Linked DNA regions of Arabidopsis thaliana: region 2 is linked to region 1. A link is a contact called in public capture Hi-C data. All regions are on one chromosome and are shown on one strand. The core of a region is the stretch at or near the end of the contact, and the rest is flanking DNA. Distances in the headings are between cores, read along the strand shown.

Region 1 (3,456 bases), core at 431-2,930:
GTGAATATATAATGGGAATGAAAAGGAGAGCATAAAGAAGAGTATAACTTGTGAATAATAGTAGAGAGAGAGAGAGGTTGAGAGGTTTAATTTGGACTTAATTTATAATTCGTATTCACTTTGATACAAAATGAGGGAAATCAATTTTGAATAAAAATGGAGCATTTATTGGTATGGCCGTACGATGTTACAAGCCGCGTAAAATGTTTTTTGATAAGTCACAAAACACTGTCGTAACAATTTGATAAAATCAAACTGACCACCGTTGATTACGTAGGAGAGCCACATGGGCTCCTTTGAAACTTATACCACATGCAAAGGAATAAAAGTCCTTTAGTCAAATATACACATGTATTATGCACAAAATTTATATCAATCAGAATTCAATATGTACTATTGAGTATTGGAGCATGAGTTTTTTTTTGTTCTTTTACTGTTGTTGCATATTGACCTATATTGTTGACCCATATTATCTACTATTTATAGATCTACCAACATTAGGAAAATGGAATTAAAGTTATTAGTTTTCTCTATATTTTAATGAATAAATAGAAACACATAACCCCGCTTCTAAGAATAATAACTATTTGTTGGCCTATATTCGTCCATATATTTCATATGTACATATCTGTATGTCAAAGTAGTTGTAAAAAAAAAAGCTAACGTATCATTCTCTAAACCAACACAGAAATTAGTTTTACAATTTGATAATCCTTGGAATAAGAAATTTAAACATTTGTTCCTTAAGAAACTCAGTTTCTTTCCATGAGTTATATGCTTTTAATTTATAAGGTAACGAATATATAATCTCTTACGAAAGAAAAAATCCTAAAACAGTTTCAGACTTACTAAATTTAATAAGGAGTGCTTATATTACTCTTACACTAAATTTTCTTAATCGACCGACTTAGAGAGAAAAACTTACAAAAATTGAAAATTTTCATACAGATTAATTGTATTAATAATAAAATTTTATTCAAAAGAATAATCACTAATTCTAACCACCGGTATTAATTAAAAAGATAGTCAAAATTTGGTAGTACTATGCTGATGATACCCATTTACTAAACTCACCATTCAAATTTTGTTCTTTCCTTTTATATTAATTAACCACACTTGTTCAGCTTTTTCATTCTGATCCAATTTTTCCTTATGTACCGTCCATCATATTACAACCATTCGGACCTTATACATATATAGTTCTTCTTATTATAGAATAAATTACTTTCACAGTTTCACGTTAAACCAAAACAAAATGTACAAATACTCGTAAAACATTTAATTGATCAAGCATAAATTCGTAAACTGTTTTTTTTTCTTTTGATGAAAATAGTGTAAGGCAAGTTTAATACATTAAATATTACGCATAGTCGGTGATTCGTCTATACATATAAAAGACTTGGAGCCGAACAAATAGATTGTGTTGTTTTCAAACAAATTGCCCAAAATCTTGCAAGTAGAAAACAAAACTGTACCGAGTCAAAATCTGTCGTCAGCCGGCTATCAAGAACTTTTCTTTTACAAGCCCCTTCTTAGTTAGCTCAAGCTGGCATATCTATAAATTTATGATGTATGATTTTATTTTTGTTATATATATATTGTACGGATTAAAAATGTACGGATTTAAATCTAGAAAATAAAAATAATCTCGTTATGAACATTTAATTAACTGATAAACATTCTCAGTGTTTTCTTCTTTCAGATTTTATTCAGTTTTTATAACCATACTTTAAATTAAACCTTACAAAGAGTTTGATACAAACAAAGCCAAAACTAGCTTTGCAAAAAAACCAAGTTTTTCAATGCACTAAAAAATATCTGCCAAAACACCATGGAGCTCCGATAAAAGGGTCTTCGACTTGATTGATGTAACCAGGATCAAAGTTGTTTTTTGCACTTTAAATTGTTTGAAACTAGTAACTAATATAAATAAAAGACTTCTCGCTAAATTATGGCAAATTTTCTTCTTAATATATTAAATTCTGATCATATAAGGTCAGAGGACATTGGACAGATATTGGTTTTGTTTATTTTGTTAGGCTTATTGGAGGAGGGTACAATAGACTTTCTTGCAACGTCCTTAGCTGCTATAAATACTCTTATACTACAATGGGTATATTTGCCTCATTAATAACTTCTTCCGAATTAGACCAAAGTCCAGACAATGGAACTCAATTGTGTTCAATTTCTTCGAAACAAGACGATTCTTGTCACCGGAGCTACCGGTTTCCTTGCGAAGGGTATGTCTTAAATTTCTGCTAATTTTTGTTAATTATTCAAGATTTGTTATAGAGTGTTAATGACTTCGTTAGTGCTTTGGCAACACAGTTTCAAATTAATAGTGACATATAACATAAGATTTCGTCAAAAATCGTGATTGCTTTTGATATCTCCTTTTTTTATATAACAACAAATGTTCAATGAAGATACTTATATATTATTGATTTTTTCATACAAAAAAAGAAGAAAAAAGAAGAAGAATATACGTATAAAATACACGATATTAATAATTAAGATGTAGTTTATAACTTATAAGTAATGACTGTTTTAGCTCGTGTGATCCATAATATATATTATAAGAGGACCTATTTATATTTTCATTGATATTTCTTAGTTTTTGTGGAGAAAATTCTGAGAGTGCAACCAAATGTGAAGAAGCTGTACCTTTTGGTGAGAGCATCTGACAATGAAGCTGCCACTAAACGCTTACGCACAGAGGTTTGTGTATATACCAACTAAACCTAATTTACCACCTAATACTTAAAAGAATATATATTTGATGTTGATTCATGATCTGATTTATTGCATTAAATATAACAGGTATTTGAGAAAGAACTTTTTAAGGTATTGAGACAGAATCTTGGCGATGAGAAATTAAATACATTGTTGTACGAAAAAGTTGTTTCGGTCCCGGGTGATATAGCGACTGATCAATTAGGCATAAATGACTCTCATCTTAGAGAACGTATGCAAAAAGAAATAGATATTGTTGTCAATGTTGCAGCCACAACAAACTTTGACGAAAGGTACTAGCTACAAGAAATTTTATATACCACCTTTATAGGTATATTTTTTTATTTCTATCTCTACTTACATATAAAATTTATCTATCCATATGAAAAAAAAAAAGATATGATGTTGGGCTTGGGATCAATACATTTGGAGCTCTCAACGTCCTTAACTTTGCCAAAAAATGTGTTAAAGTTCAATTGCTTCTCCATGTCTCAACTGGTGAGTCTTTGTCAAAAAAATGTTTGCATATTCAAATTCTTTTACTCTCCATATGGTTCTTGAAAGCTTTAGTCTTACTTATGTTTTGCTATAGCTTATGTTTGTGGAGAAAAGCCAGGTCTCATACCTGAAAAACCATTCATCATGGAAGAGATTCGTAACGAGAATGGTCTTCAATTGGATATTAACCTTGAAAGGGAGCTTATGAAGCAAAGATTGAAAGAA
Region 2 (3,672 bases), core at 289-2,788, 380 kb after region 1:
TAATCACCAGGCCAAAAACCATCTTGTGATTGAAGTATTGAGTAGAATCTCAAACTTCTTCTTAATGTAACATTCACCACTTCTTCATTTATCAATCTTTCTTCCCCCTCTTTTACTTTCACTTGTGGAAGTCTCTCCATTCCTTTTCCTTTCTCTTTCCAACACTATACGTTCAAGTTCATGTTTATATTTCAATCCAGTATTGGATAAAGATTTTCACTTTCTTTTAATTAAAATCTAATTTTCTCTAATTATACTTTAATAATCTAATAGCCTTGGAGATTAAGCTAATTTTTGTCACCGTTCATTTTTTTTTGTTCTTATTAATTAAGCTAATCTCATAGCCCATTTTGTTTTTATTCATAGCCAATCGTACATCTTTAAATTCGTTTAAAATCACAACCACTATTTTAAAGAACAAAGTATTATTTGAAATAGAAAAAATTATACTAATTACGTGATATTCACATTTTTTTGTTGTCAAACAATTTTCAAATCCTATCTTATCATATGTTTTGTCCATATATGTCTACATAAATGACACGATCGGATCTTATTTTCTGAAACCCAAATAAGAAGTAAAGAACAATGACTTTGACTAAAAAACGTTAAATCTCGGCCTTACAGAAATGTTGTAAACATGAAAGAACAAAATAAGGATGTGAGTGTTTTTATGCAGACTTATATGACTTTAAAATCACTAATGCATGATGGGATAAAATATCATTTTAAAGAATTTTTTTGTTTCTTAAAGTCTTCAAAACCTTTTAAAGTCAATATTCTAGTCACTCCCAAAATTAGCTGGCTTAAAAAAAACTAAGACATATCAAAATATAATCGTCTCAAATTTTGAAATGTTCTATAGCCTTTACAGCTTTAATAAGTGACCTTTTACATGCAACTGTGGATCATGTGTTGTAAAAAAAGTAATCTAAATTTCACAGTTAGAAATATGCTAGCCATGATTTATAAAACTAAGTAATAAAATTATCAAGTTTTGGGTGCACAAAATAAAATAAAATTTTATCAAGTTTAAAATCTGAATTTAAGATAGTTGCTGCTGTACCAATATGCGTTATAAGGAAAATGAAAAAAAAAATGTACCTGAAAACGGTAGAGAAGATCAGAACTATGCTTAGAAGAAAACCGATTGAGAGTAAAGTTGCTACGAAGATGGTTAATGTGATGTCTCTCTTCAGAGGTTCCAAATTGGTTATCATATTCCCAAAACTGTCTTCCAACATGTTGATTCACGCTCTCTTCGTCTCCTTCCGATAACTTTAACCTCCACATCTCTTTCTTTATCTATCTCTCCCTCGATCTTGAATGTGAGATTCTTTATATTAATGTTTAAAATAAAAAAGACAGCTCAAGAAGGCAAATCTATATGTGTTCAAGAGACGTAATGGACTCACCAATGCCGTGAAAAATCTTGTTCACGTTGAAAGCAATGAAGCATGCAAGAAATTATGGATTTATTATTTAATCTAATTTTTTACGTGTAACTTATAATGTATATATGAAATTGTTAAATCACTGAAAGTGTTTTTGGTTTATATATGTGTTGTGATTACCAGATTTTATATAAGCAAATCAATGATTAAAATAACAATATGATCATTTTGTTGACGTATCAATCACCTATTTTTTGACGTTAAGTGCGAGATTGACCTAATAAAGACAAATTAGATTTAAAGGGATCTGTCACATGGAAGATAAAAGCATCTGTCTGTATTCACATGAAATAACATTCTCAATTTTTTTTTTATGTCGTAACTGAATAGCTGAGTATTCTATTCACATAAATTCCAGAATTAGGTTAGATTAATATTAGTTTGTCACCGACGGTTTTCGAGTAATGCAAACCCGGGAGTTCAAAGTAGGTCGAGATTAAAGGCTAAACTGAAGTTTAAATATATAGCCACATTGAGAAATGAAATGAAAAGAAAAGAAGCGTAGTCCTAATTAGGCAACTTCATCGAAAGACCGCCATGTGAAAATTGGAGGTCGTGACCGTCTCATCCGGCTTCCGGTGAGTTGTGCTTCCCAAATATTTCAACTGACACAAAAACTCGGTTTCAAGATTGACAGCAAAATTGTTGGTTGCCTCTTCCACAATGCCTAGTTGGCCATAGAAATTAAAATGATAGCTTTCTCGACATTTTAGAAGAGGGTCTTACTGTTAGTTTTGAAGTCAAGTTTTTTTTTGTCGACTAAAATAATTGAAAGCACAGTTAACTGGAAACCGAATACGGCTACCAAGACAATCCAAATTTCTCATAACAGTCTTTGGATGAATTTGTCTTTCGATGAACAAAACTATGATTATTGTAAATTTTATTTTTCTCAATCAATTTTTTTGGTCTATTGTTTCTTTTGTAAATGGATGTGAAAACATAGTTTTCTTTTACTTGGTTTGCATAGAACATTTACATATAAAAAACTACTCGATTTCTCTCTACTTACTGATGGTAAGTTTGTGGAACTTATCCACAAACTTCATTGACCAAAAAGATCATAATAACTTCAAAGTAAGAACAAGAAGTTATACAAACAGCTCATACAGTATTCATGCATCTTATCTTCTTCTTCTTTTTTAAATGTTATATCTTACTTAAAATAAAATAAAAATTGGTTTTTTTTACAAAAATAGATGATAACATCAAGTTTATTTCTGTATAATATTTTGTTACCATTTAGTGTTACTGATTTTCTAGTAATAATTATTTATTTTTTCAAATATTTTATTCTCTCTCTATTGTTTTGTTTTTGTAAATGGATGTGGACAAATTATTTTCCTTGACTTTATTGATATAGAAGATTTACATACCAAAGATATTAAGTACTCCATTTCTTTCCTAAACTTACTGACCATAAATATTATAATAAATTCAAAGTAAGTAAAAATAAGAATACAACTAGGTAATATGTTTAATACATTTTATCCAAAGATATTCATGAAATCTTATCTTATTTTTATTTTATATTCTATCTTACTTACAAAACTATGACAAAATGGACTTTCTTACAAGTATAGATGATAACACCAAACTAGGGGATAATCGGGGGTACGACCGGGTAATATATGACAGCTAATATATTTCGGCTATCAAAAAATCAACTTATGTGTCATCAACTTGTTATGTGATTATAAATATAATAAAAACTATTGCTTTCAATTAAACGATCTCTTACGTATTTAACTATTTATACATAATTAAAATTCTCATAATTTTTTTCTTTTTTAGATTAGTTCATAATTTTTTTGCTTTTTAGATTAGTTCATGAACTTATAAGTTCTTCTCAAAAGAATTAGTCTACCAAACCAAATATTCCTAACTTGTACTTCTTTCTGGGACTTAATTGGCATTTCTACGACACACCAATACTCTATGATTTATATAACTCTTTGCTTTTTATTCTTGGAATTAAACATGGATCATCATTTCCTAAAATTAATAAAGGCAGATAACGTACATTTTCCTCTGTGCAAAACGTTTTAATTTTGCTATATACATATCTACACTATTATTTGAGACGTACGTTAAGTGATTCTCAATTAAAAAAATTTTTTACCTTAAAATCATATGTTTAAAATATTAATATCATGGAAAAATTACCTTTAATTGAGAATCACTTAACTTACGTTATAATCTTGGCCATTCGATTGAA

Evidence for each region. Capture Hi-C pulls out chosen DNA fragments and counts their contacts.
Region 2: a contact with region 1 is called in a capture Hi-C map of root, with 4 times the contacts expected there. A contact is called at or near these places in 2 of 26 Hi-C or Micro-C datasets (callus and root) and 1 of 3 other capture datasets (root).

Annotation. Positions count from the first base shown.
Region 1 is chr3:16,135,896-16,139,351 of TAIR10.1, forward strand. It overlaps FAR5 (fatty acid reductase 5), which reads left to right and starts at 1,681. Exons shown (of 10, transcript NM_114323.4): 1 at 1,681-2,240; 2 at 2,615-2,718; 3 at 2,821-3,026; 4 at 3,131-3,231; 5 at 3,326-3,456. The coding sequence starts at 2,165.
Region 2 is chr3:16,516,230-16,519,901 of TAIR10.1, forward strand. It overlaps LAS1 (lanosterol synthase 1), which reads right to left and starts at 1,539. Exons shown (of 18, transcript NM_001339194.1): 1 at 1,416-1,539; 2 at 1,105-1,321; 3 at 1-164. The coding sequence starts at 1,293. AT3G06975 (a long non-coding RNA gene) reads left to right here and starts at 1,838. Exons shown (of 1, transcript NR_141294.1): 1 at 1,838-2,230.